2 separate regions of the Sus scrofa genome follow, and region 1 is linked to region 2. A link is a contact called in public HiChIP or PLAC-seq data. All regions are on one chromosome and are shown on one strand. The core of a region is the stretch at or near the end of the contact, and the rest is flanking DNA. Distances in the headings are between cores, read along the strand shown. Region 1 has its middle 100 kb from the start of BCL6. Region 2 has its middle 98 kb from the start of LPP.

Region 1 (6,010 bases), core at 3,045-5,544, 190 kb before region 2:
TTTCCTGTGGATTCCAGAGAACTTGACTCCATGGCTTCAAAGACTATCCAAACCCTGAGACTGTGTGACTTTAAAATCTAGAAGGGAAAAGCTGAAAGGTGTTCCCTGGGATGGTGGGATCTTTGCCTGTGGTTGGAAATCACCGATTTCAGGTCTAGTTGAGAAGTGTGTTGGCTCAGGCCCTAGGCAGCTCTGGAGCTGGGGGCCTTTTTGTACCTGCTCACGTGGTGGCGGGCCCCTCACCTGTCTCTGAATCCCCTTTCCGCCACATTTCTGAAATAAGGCTTAGCAGCTGTCTATGCAATGCTTTGTGACCACACAGCAGCCGTTGTATTGCGGCCAATATTATGGAACAGATGAGCTTTGTCTGAACCCATCTCCCAAAGCATACAATTGGGGGATACTTGGAGGCACACAGAATGCCATTTCATGGAAGGGGTATTTTAGCAGTTATCTAGCCAAACCATCTACTCTCTAAATATATGCTTTATACACCATTCTCAAGGAGGGATGATCCAGCCTCTGATCGAATGCTTCCAATGATGGCAAGCTTACTATTCCAGAAGGCAGTTCATTTCTCTGTTTGTCTCTGTCAGGAAACTCTGCCTTATGATGAGTAGGAAGCTGGTTGCCTTTAATTTTCATCCCTTTCCTCTACTTCTATCCTCCTAGAACTCCTCAAAGTAAATCTAGCTTCTACCCCACTTCCATCCTTTATACATAGGATGTACTTGAAGGTGGTTCTAATGGTCTTTTTTTTTTTCTTCAAGGGAGCCCACGTGTGCCATAGACCTGGTAGGGATGCCATGTTCCAAGAAGGTGGGGAAGGTGGCATTGGATTCTGCCTTTGTCTCTTCCAGCCCTTGAGGACCAAGAATGAAGCCCTTCTCCTGCCCTCACATCCAGTAGGTACAGGCAGCCAGTCTATTTTCCTGGGCAGCTCATCAGTCAGAGTGCTGTGTATTGTACCTCCATGTTAGGACACAGTCAAACATTAACAAGAAAATGTTTAAAAGGAAGGAAGGTTTAACTAACTGAGCAGAGGATGGAGTGCTTCTATGATGATTTCAGCACTGAAGCAGAAAAAGAGATGTTTGCTCTGTCATGCACACCTGTGGCCCTTGGAAGGGATGGACTAGGCTTCTGTTTAGTCATCTAGGGATTAGAAGCCACTGGTTCCTCCCTGCCATGCACAGTCCTCAAGACCACAGTTTTCTACAGAACAGCATTCCAAAGACACCCAGGAGGAGGCTATATGCCCACAGTAAAGAGTTTCTGATAGTTCAAACGTCTGCCATTCTAGGATTCATTTTGTCTTTGAGGGGCAGAGTGGGGAAATTAAGGGATTTGAATCCAAAATCTTGGGTTTGGCTGTAGGCTCTCTTTCCATGTGATATTGGGCAAGTCTCTTCAACCCTTTAAGTCTCTTTCTTTCCCTTTCTCTCTTTCCTTTCTTTCTTCCTTCCTTCTTTCCTTCCTTCCTTCCTTCCTTCCTCCCTCCCTTCTTCCCTCCCTCCCTCCCTCTCTCTCTCTCTCTCCCTCCCTCCCTTCCTTCCTTCCTTTTTTTCTTTCTTTCTTTCTCCTTTTTTAAGGGCTGCACCTGTGGCATATGGAAGTTCCTGGGCTAGGGGGTTGAATCAGAGCTGCAGCTGCCAGCTTATACCGCAGCCACATCAACACTGGAATCCAAGCCACATCTGAGACCTCTGCAGCACTTGTGTCAACACCAGATCCTTAACACACTGAATGAGGCCAGGGATTGAACCCACATCCTCATGGATACTAGTTAGGCTCTTAACCTGCTGGGCCACAACAGAAATTCCTTAAGTCAATTTCTGAATCAGTAAAATGGAGAAAAAAGTAACCCCTAAACTGTGTGTGTGTGTGTGTGTGTGTGTGTGTGTGTGTGTGTGTGTGTGTGTGTGTGCGTGCATGTTCATATATACCCATTATCTTCAGGATTAAATGAGCTAAAGTTTCTTCTGTAAACTGCATTAACTATTGTTCGTGTTGGGATGGTGTGCCCAAAGTTCTCTCCCAGTTGTCCAAGATAATAAGTTTGAAAGGTGACAGTTTTTTACTGCATTCAATTGTTTTGAATGTTAGATTACATAAATAGGTTTGAGTCTTTATTGACCAGTCAATATACATAAAAGAGTATAATACAGCTCTTAAGTACATCTATAAATATTGGGAAATGGACCTCTTGTCTTCCTTTTTAGCTTGGAATCTTTGTAATATGCTACAGATCCATATCCATGTTTCTTAGTAGTTTGCACCTCAGGCCACCAGGAACATATCAAGTTATATTCTAAAGAAATCACACCCAACCTAGTTCCTTTGCTGTTGTATCTTTGGCCATCCATCTACTTATTATTTTGTCCACCCATTAATTCACCTACTCAATGAACACATTTACTTTGTCCCTGCTCTATGCTATGAAGTATTAAATGTGGTCCCTTATCTAAAGAGGTCACAGCATGCTTGGGCATTTGAGAGATGTCCACACATAATAGCAACCTATGGAACAGTGAAGTACTACATGGTATGTACAAACAAGCTGCTTTGGAAACTTGAGCAGGGAGCAACTTCTGCTCCCCACTAGTAGGAAGAGGGAGAGGGTTCAGGGTAGGCTTTGCCTGTTCCAACTAGTAAAATTAAATTAAAATACACATAAAGGGTTAGCATGTGTGGGTTTTGGCTCCCTGGGTTTGGTTCCTGCTTTCCCCATTTCTTAGCTTTGTGGCTTTGGGCAGTTCTCTATTCCTCAGCTTTCTCATACTAGTACCTGTCTCCTGGAATTTTTGTGAAGATTAAGTGAGATAATGCAGTGTCTGACATGTAGTAAGTCAGTAAATGTGAGTTGATATTATTATTTCCCACAGAAGGTGGAGGCTAAGGTGAGCCTCTGTGGACGAGTAAAATTTCAAAAGATCACAGTGGAAAGCAAGGATGTTCCAAGCAGGGGGAACATTTGGAGCAAAGGCTCATGGGAAGAAAGTTTTCAGAGAAAGATGTCCAGCCCTTTGTGTTTGTACAGGGCAGTATGTGGGTGACCATGGGAATGTGTGGGGTTAGCAACAGTTGGAGATATGGCTGAAGAAGTAGGTCACCAGTCTTGGAAGGCTAAGGACTCTCATTTGGGTAGATAAAGGTTCCCAAAGAGGAGTGCATGCTCCCAGGAGGGTGTGCAAATCAAACTGGGATCTTCATTTATATTTAGTTTTATTTACATAAAAGAAGGTAAAGTTCCTATTATTGCCTACATAGATGGACTAGGGGACCCATGTTGGATCCCAAGGAAAATGAGTCCATCTCCAGCTAAGGTTATTCTGAGGGAGGGGTAGTGATGCTCAGCCCCTAGAGGGTCCATGAGCTCCCCATACTTCCATTCTCCTTCAGCTACTTTCTTGGATTTATGGAAGATTTACCTCGATTTTATGAAATAAATTCTCACTAAATGGACAAGTGCTTTTATAAGATTCCTGCACAGAACTCATGGAGTGAGAATAATTCTTGTAACAATTACAAGCCAACAACAAAACAATGATAGAGCTGATGTTTTCTCCTCTTCTTGGCTTCCCACTGGCTACATTTCAGGGGTTAAAGCCAATGATGATCTAATCACATATAACAAGCAGTAGGCAAAAAGAAAAAAAAAACTCAAAATTCTCAGAAAGAATGCTTGAAATATGGGTTTACACTCCTGTGATTAATGATAAACCCCTCGTAGAGTGTTGATTACGTCTTGGGATGATAGAAAAGATAATATGATGTTATAGGATTAGCAGGACTTTTAAAGTATTTTTTATTCCACATTTATCTCCTTTATAATTTATATTTTTCATTTATTTTTATAATGTGCATAATACACTGGCATGGTTTGACACACATGCAGACACACGTATTATGAATCCATTTGAGCACACAAATTATAAATCTTTTAATGGGTGGGGCTCCATACTCAGAAAGTTTGGAGACTGCTGATTAGGACTGTGAAAAACCATTATTGGAGGTTCTTAGTGTGAGACAAGATCAGAGCTGTGATTGAGGTGATAAACTTGATCACATTTTCTCAAGGGAAAAAAAAAAATCTTGCACAGGCAATCAGGGAGACAGAGTCTGAAGGAGAGTCATTAAACTTGGCTCTTCCTCTTTCAGAGATGTTCTCTCTTCCTTACTAAGGTAAACTTCCTCTACCCGCCAGCAGGAGCTCTGTAGGACATGTTCCCAGAGCCAGGCTTTCTCTGGCTGCCTGCACAGGAAGAAGACTGCCTAGAACACCCTTCAGCTAATTTCCTCTCTTCCACAGTTCTCGCTTTCTGAGAAGCCAATCCTAAGGCAATCCTCAGCATTGACTCAGAGCAGAAGTGACTGAGATTTTTGTTGTGACATGGAGCTCCAGCCTTTCCTACCTAAAGGTAGAATATCAGAATGGCCATCAGCAGGGGCTCTGGAGTTGAACTACCTATGTATGGCTAGTCCTATCGGATATTCCTGGACTCACCTTGGCCAGCCACTTGCTCTCTTTACACCACAGTTTCCTCATCTGTAAGTTGAGGTTAACCATCACACCTGGGTGGCAGTGGTGAGGAGTAAATAAAACAATGAATGTAAAAGACAGTGTATGATTTTTGGCATAGAATAAATTCCCAAGGAATGTGCATTCTTCTCATTACAAAGGAATGAATTGGAGCATGGTCTGAAGGGCCTCAGGGAAGAAACAAGGAAGGAGGCTTCCAGGAATACAGATCCTTTGATATCCTTAAAGCAATATCCAAACAAAAGTATAAATCTCTATGGAAGCTAGCATATTCAAGGCTGCCAGTTGTGTTGCGGTGGGGGGACGGAGGGGAGGTTGCTAAGATAGTTGCCTCTGAGTCACCCTCTCTCCTTGACTCATCTGTCACCTATGTCATCTCTGGCCATTGCCACAGTTTCTTGTGAGAAATTATGAAATAAATGGCCTGTTCAGTAATGCCTGGGTGACTAGGTGAACCCTGGGCATATGGCCAACTCTCTTTAAATATCCTTCGGTTTAGTGGACTCTACATAATTTAATTTCCTTAAAGGAAAAAAAATGCTAATAATCATGCTCAGGAGGACTTACAGATGCAAAATTAACATTCTGAGGCCTTACAGAGTAAGATTTGCCCGAAGGAAAAAGATGTGGTAGGTGGCAAGAGTGAATCCTGCTCATTCATAGACAGGTCCTTCTGTTTCCAGATGTAAGGAAGATCCTGGTGGGCAAGGGAAGGTAGTCATGGTAATAGTTAAGTCATCACCCCAATAACTTTGCTCATTTATACCAGGATGGAGAATTTCCAAAGTGCTTTCCTATGTGATGATGATGATGGTGATGATGACGGTAAATTCTTTTACTTGCCCCTTTATCACCTTTCTCCTTCAACCTCCCAGCCATTCCTGTGGAAGTATTATGATCCTCATTTTGCTTGTGACAAAACTGGAGCCCAGAGACTTTGAGGAACATGATCCCAATCACTCAGCTGGGAAGCAGCAGAGTCAGGCGAAAACCCAGGTCTCGTGGTTAAAACAAGCACTCTACCCCGGCTACCTCCCCATTTTGCTCATCTGATCTTCACAAAACACTCCAGATCCCTTTGGTGTGGAGGGAGGTTTCCTTTTCTGTCAGACCTTTTTCCTTTCCCAGGCAGATCTGGCCATTGCCTGAACATAGCTCTGTCAATTTCTCTGTGTTACTGAGCATTGCACCACAGGATGATGATCTTCACATGAGTGTCTCCCCTGGGGGTTGTGATCTTCTGAAGAACCGGGATACCATCTAATTCCTCTATACGCCTGGCTCCTAGCTCAGAGCCTGTGATGGGGCAGATGCTTATTGACTAAATGGTGAAAAAATGAATGCCTCCAAATGAAATTTTTTTTGTACTCCTCTCTGCTTCCTTCTAGGCCCAGCATAGGGCCCATGATGTTATCCATCTCTTCTGAACTTTTAGTAGAACCACAGACTTTCAGCCATATCCTTAGA
Region 2 (5,892 bases), core at 1,192-3,691:
CAACAGGGGCCCAAGCTGCTCTGCAAAGGGTCCTGCCTCCTCAGTGTGGTGGTGCCACAATGGGGGGACAAGGCAGTGAGCAGTGCGCTCTCGGAATAAGAAAAGGAAGGAAGCAATAGAGAGGAAACAGGGAGAAGACCACCAGTATGCCATCAGTGGCACAGCAAGCTCGGGCATGTGTACAGTAGGTGCCCTGCAAAGGACAGGCTCTCTGAGATGAGATGGCATCACCGTGTCTTTACTTTTCAACCCCGGATGCATTTTAATAACATCCTGTTAAAAAGGACTGAAGATGAGGCTTCTTAACCGCATCTGAGCAGAACGACTTGTGTACAAAATCCTCAACTCGAAAAGAGAAATGAACCAAAGCAGCCAGTCTTAATTCTCTCCTGGGAGAAAGTGTCACTGCTTGTTTGAAAAGCATCTCAAACCCAACGGCACTTGAAATCCTGTGGTCTGAGTGGCCCTCTGGAGAGCCAGGCCTCCAGACCCTAGGAAGGGGAATACAGCCCATCTGGAGCTCTGCCTGTGGAAGGAGCACTTTCCTGATTTGACTGAAATGGGGAGGAAGATGCTTTCCCTCCACCTCTGCCTGTGCATGCTACCAGCTCACACTGCTAAAGCCCTGCCTCTCTGATGCTCAAAAGCCTTCCATGGCTCCTGGCTTCTTTCACTTGAGCCCCTTCTTCCCTTTGACACCCAGAGCCTCTAAAGTCTGGTGTTCGCCTCTATACTAACAAAGCTCCTCTCTCCCAGATGTACACACTAACCATGCCCATCCCTTCATGGGCCAAGCCAGCCCAAAGTTGTCCCTCCCTGCCCACCTGCCCACTACCACTTCTCCTGGAAACCACCTCCCCACTCTCCAAGCTTGTCACTTCCCGGGAGTTCCCGTTGTGGCTCAGCAGATTAAGAAACCCACTAGTACCTTGAGGATGCAGGCTCATCGAAGATGCTGCTCAGATCCTGCGTTGTTGTGGCTGTGGTGTAGGCCGGCAGCTGCAGCTGCGATTCAGCCCTAGCTGGGGGACCTCCATATGCCACATGTGCAGCCCTAAAAAGAATAATAATAATAGTAAAATATCACTTCCTGAACTCCAAGCCTTTCTGCACCCCAAATGTCTCCCCTCACCCCTGGCCTTCAATGAACACTGCTCTGGTCACCTATTCAAGAGGAATTTCCCTTTCTCTCAACTCTAAGAACATTTTCCCCATGATTTTCTCAGGGCTCCTAACTTTCTCCTTCGCATTTTGTTCACTGTGTGACTCTCATGGCTCGGCTTTGGACAATACCCTCGAGGTGGTGCCTTGGTGGGTGACACACAGGGTCACCTGTAGATGCAAAGGAACTGGCTTGAGGGACTGAGTTCATGGTCACGGGGAGAGCACAGGCGGCTGAAAGTTCTGCCAAGTTTGCTTTAGGTGGAGAGCTGGGCTGGCTGACCTGTTTCCTGGTAGCTCCAGGGTTTCATGCGTCTGTGCGTCTGCGAATAAGCAAAGTGAAAGGCCACACTAAGCATCTCTTCTGCTCCTAGCCCGTCTCAGGTTTAGGGAGATCTCTTAGGGATCAGTGCTTTAAATCACCCCTCACGGCTGCAGAGCTGCGCCGCTTCCAGGAGCTGAGGAATGCTGACCTGACCATGGTTTCCCTAGGAGCCTTCTCTGTTGCTCTACTGGCCAGCAGTGTTTTTCCTCTGCACCCTCCGAAGTCTCCCAGGCCCTCTGGCCTGCTGGGCACTGGTAAGGAGTCTGGAGAGAGTCGCCCTGCTCCTAGGAGTGCGCCAGTGCCAGTGGCCCGGCCCCCTCGGCACCAGCACCAGGCTTCTTTCTGCCCACTTTCTGCCTTTCTGCAACGACAGAACTCAGCGCTGGGAGTTCTGTGGTCACAAGGAGGAGACAACTGGGTGCAGGGCAGGGACGAAAGGCACAGAGCCATCCCTCCCCTCGCACACCCTGCAGAGACGGGAGAGGGAATTTGACTTGAGCCTGTTTTCGGGGTTATTCGGCATCAAACAGCATGGAGGCCTGAAATCTGGCCAAGGCTTTGTTTTGTTTTGTTTTTTTCCTTTCCTCCAATCAGCCCAGGGCACTGGGGAGTGGAGGGCACGGAGGGGGTGGGGGCTGCTCCCAGGCTGGGGCTGAGAGGGATTGCTGAGCCTGCAGAAGTGGCCCATTGAGAGCTCTGGCTCACAACAGAGGGGCGGGTGGCACCCCGGCCTACCCCCACAAGGGCAGCTCTGTCCTGTGGGCACAGGGCTCCATCCCAGCCCCACTGGCTGGGAGAGAACAACATTTCCTTATAAGGCCCCGACCGCCTTGCCAAGGCTGGATGCTCCGACAGACTGTAGCTTTCCATTCTCCTCGCAGGCTCCAGTGCAGGCCTTGAATGTAGCCCTTGTTGTCAGGCCCCTCCTCTCCTCCATGGCCCCCACCCCACCCGCTTCCATTCCCGGCCAGGGCCAGCCCTACCGAGCAGGATAAACAGCCCAGAGGCCTCTCCCACGCAGGGCCTGCCTGGTTCAGGCCTGCTGGAGGCAGCACAGGGTAGCAGGAAGAGCCACAGGACACTGGTCCAGCCGGCCCTGCAATTGCTTTCCCCGTGCCTGTGACTTCAGCAAAGGTTCAGACTTCTGTGAACCTGTCTCCTCATCTAGAAAGCTCAGATCTCATTGCCACAGGGTCCAAATTCTTTGCATTGCATTCAAGGCCCTTCCCCACCAGGCTACCTTCACAGCCGCAACTCTCCTTGCTACCCAACCCCCCCAGCCAGGTTCCCCAGACTCCTCTTCTCTTCCCCACCAGGCTTTTTCGGAGTTGTCTAGACTTCAAACAGGTGGAATGACCCCCAACCCCCCACCCCATTAAATGCCTGGGGAACTCCACTCCCCAGGGCAGGGCCCACTCCCCACTAAGTGTGCCTTCTTCCCCCCCCAAGGAAAAGTGAAGCATTTCTTTCTCTTCTCCCTTCCACATTTGCATGCACTTCTCTTAGAACCTTTCAATTTTGCAATTGCAATATGTTTACATGCCTTTTCCTTTATCAGATGATGAGCTTCCTGAGGCTCAAATGGAGCCTCTTTGTATTCCTGGTATATCCCTGTACCAGGTACCCAATCGCTGCTTCATGAAAGGTCATCATGAAAATATCTATATGTGCAGTGCTGGGCAAGCTCTAAAGAGACAACTGATGCACAAATATCTTGTCAACTGTAAAGTGCTGTGCACCTGTGAAGCGTAACATCTGTGTCGTGCTGCCCTCTACCCCAGTTATGCCATTATGACCCCTTTTTCTATCTGCCCAGTTCTGGATCCTGAATTCTGAGCTTACTGCAAGCCCTCAGATGTTTAACTATCTAAGATAGTACTGGTCCTTAATGCTGGTGTTGGGGACTAAAGGGGTTTCTGGGAGTTAGCCAATCATTTCCATACTGCCTTCCATGAAGAGGTCACACAGCAACACAAATGGAGTAAATGAAGGGGCTCTAAGTCCTCAGCCCCCTGTACTTTTACATTTATACATCCTAGGTTCCCACAGCATTCTCAGGAAAAAATAATAAATATTAATAATAATAATACAATGGCTTTCAAAGTTAGAAGCACATTGATAAATCCAAGCCCAACATGTGACAGTTGAAGCAACTGAGCTTCAACTAACAGAAAAGTGGTTTTCCTAACATCACACGAGTCACACACAGAATCAGGAAAAACCTGGGGTCCCTAACTCTTGCCCACTAAAGCCTTGCCCGAAATTGTTGCCTGCTTAGGGCTGAGTAAGGATGGAGGTAGCTGCAGGTCCTATCAAGCTGAGTTCTTCTGGGTTTGGGATGTGTCCAGCTCCAAATTACGAATTCCAGTTTCCACTAGAACAAATCTTTCTGAAATAAGGATTCTGCAAATTATCAGGTCAGTGATTTGCAAACACAGCACAGCTAAGTACTGTAATAAGAATCTATTCCTTACCATCCTAGCAACAATTTTAAAGACAAAAATCTTATCCCAGGATGCAATGCCTTTTTTCCTATCCATGTACTCATTTTCTCAGAGATAATGATGACAGTACAAAGCCCACAGTTAATCATGAACCACATTCTAATACTACTATTTGCAACAGAGCCAAAATTAAGTTTTTGGTGGGTCTGCCTTCAGCTGCATCCAAGAGGATTTAGTTACTTGAACACCAAAAAATCTCATTATACTGAGGTTTCTTCTAGGAGATACCTAAAGGTAGACCCTGCAGGAAGCAAGAAGTAGAAGGGGAGTTCCCACTGTGGCACAGAGGGTTAAAGGAGCCCATGTTGCCGCAGCTGTGGCATAGGTCACAGCTGCAGCTCGGATTCAATCCCTGACCTGGGAACTTCCATATGCTATGGGTGTGGCCATAAAATTTTTTAAAAATCTAAAAACAAACAAACAAAAAAGAGAAGTAAAAGGAACTCTGGGCCTGGAGTTAGGAGCTCAAGCATTGTTCCCATCTCTGAAACTGACTGTGAACCCTAAAGCATGTCAACTGTCCTTGTAGGTCTTCAACTTGTCAATGACAAAATGGGAATAATGATGCCTTCGAGATCATTTCCAAAAGCAGTAAGAATTAGACCAACTAAATTATGTATAGGAGTTCCCTGTGTGGCTCAGCAGAAACAAATCTGTATTATCCATGAGGACAAAGTTTGATCCCTGGCCTCACTCAGAGGCTTAAGGATCTGGCATTGCGATGAACTGTGGTGTAGGTCACAGACAAGGCTCAGATCTGGCATTGCTGTGGCTGTGGTGCAGGCCAGCAGCTGTGGCTCTGATTTGACCCCTAGCCTGGGAACCTCCATATGCCTAGGGTATAGCCCTAAAACAAAACAAAACAAAACAAAACAAAAAGATTAGGTATATTAAAGTGCTCTATGGGAGTTCCCGTCGTGGCGCAGTGGTTAACGAATCCGACTAGGAACCATGAGGTCGCGGGTTCGGTCCCTGCCCTTGCTCAGTGGGTTAATGATCCGGCGTTGCCGTGAGCTGTGGTGTAGGTTGCAGACGCGGCTCGGATCCCGCGTTGCTGTGGCTCTGGCGTAGGCTGGTGTTACAGCTCCGATTCAACCCCTAGCCTGGGAACCTCCATATGCCGCGGAAGCGGCCCAAGAGATGATAACAACAACAACAACAACAACAACAACAAAAAAAAAGACAAAGTGCTCTATGGACAACAACAATAATAATAAACTATGAGCCTAAATGAAGACTAGTTATTACTAGGTAGTGGTTCTCCTCTTGGGGTTGTTCTTCTGGATACAGAAGAGAAAAACACTTCCTTTCAACCATCCAGCAATGCTTGCTCCATCCCCCAGCTCTCTCCAGACCACTGGCAGCCACAGGATTGCTGATCACTTTCCAGGAAATCATGAGAGGGGTGGGGCTGCTCTTTAGGAGAGTTGCTTCAAGGCACTGGAGGGCAGACAAAGGGAGCATTCTCTCACCCTGCTTTCCCCTCCACTTTCTTCTCAGGTACAAAGAGAAAGGATTTGTCCATGGATGGACATTTCGGGAGTTTTTTGGATGCAAACTGTTATATTTGGAATAGATGGGCAATGGGACCCTACTATACAGCACAGGGAACTTGTGTGATTGGGTCACTTTGCTGTATAAGAGAACTTGAAACATTGTAAATCAACTATACTTTAATAATAATAATTTTAAAAATAAAAAAAAAAACAAGAAAGGGTTTGTCAGGTTCAGGCTCTGGGCAAACTCTGGGTGTATTAGGGAAGTCACTTCTCTCCTCTGAGCCTCCATTTTCCAATATGTGAAAAGAAGAGGTTGAATAGAATGACATTTAAGTCTAGGAATAACAGCGTAATTTATTGCCAAAAAAAAGAAAAAAGAAAGAGAGAGACATTTGATCATGAA

What was found. HiChIP or PLAC-seq counts read pairs in DNA pulled down with a chosen protein or histone mark.
Region 1: a contact with region 2 is called in an H3K27ac HiChIP or PLAC-seq map of skeletal muscle, with 4 times the contacts expected there. The contact joins two enhancer-like sites. A contact is called at or near these places in 2 of 2 datasets of contacts at active chromatin or transcription factors (alveolar macrophages and skeletal muscle).

What each region holds. Positions count from the first base shown.
Region 1 is chr13:125,490,492-125,496,501 of Sscrofa11.1, forward strand. No RefSeq gene overlaps it. Among named protein-coding and RNA genes, the nearest start is that of BCL6, 100 kb to the left of the region's middle. Within about 2 kb of position 4,295, at least 10 of the 83 cell types and tissues checked have an H3K27ac peak or open chromatin away from gene starts, as enhancers often do. A contact at or near this core is called in skeletal muscle, where this site is marked.
Region 2 is chr13:125,681,555-125,687,446 of Sscrofa11.1, forward strand. No RefSeq gene overlaps it. Among named protein-coding and RNA genes, the nearest start is that of LPP, 98 kb to the right of the region's middle. Within about 2 kb of position 2,442, at least 46 of the 83 cell types and tissues checked have an H3K27ac peak or open chromatin away from gene starts, as enhancers often do. A contact at or near this core is called in skeletal muscle, where this site is marked.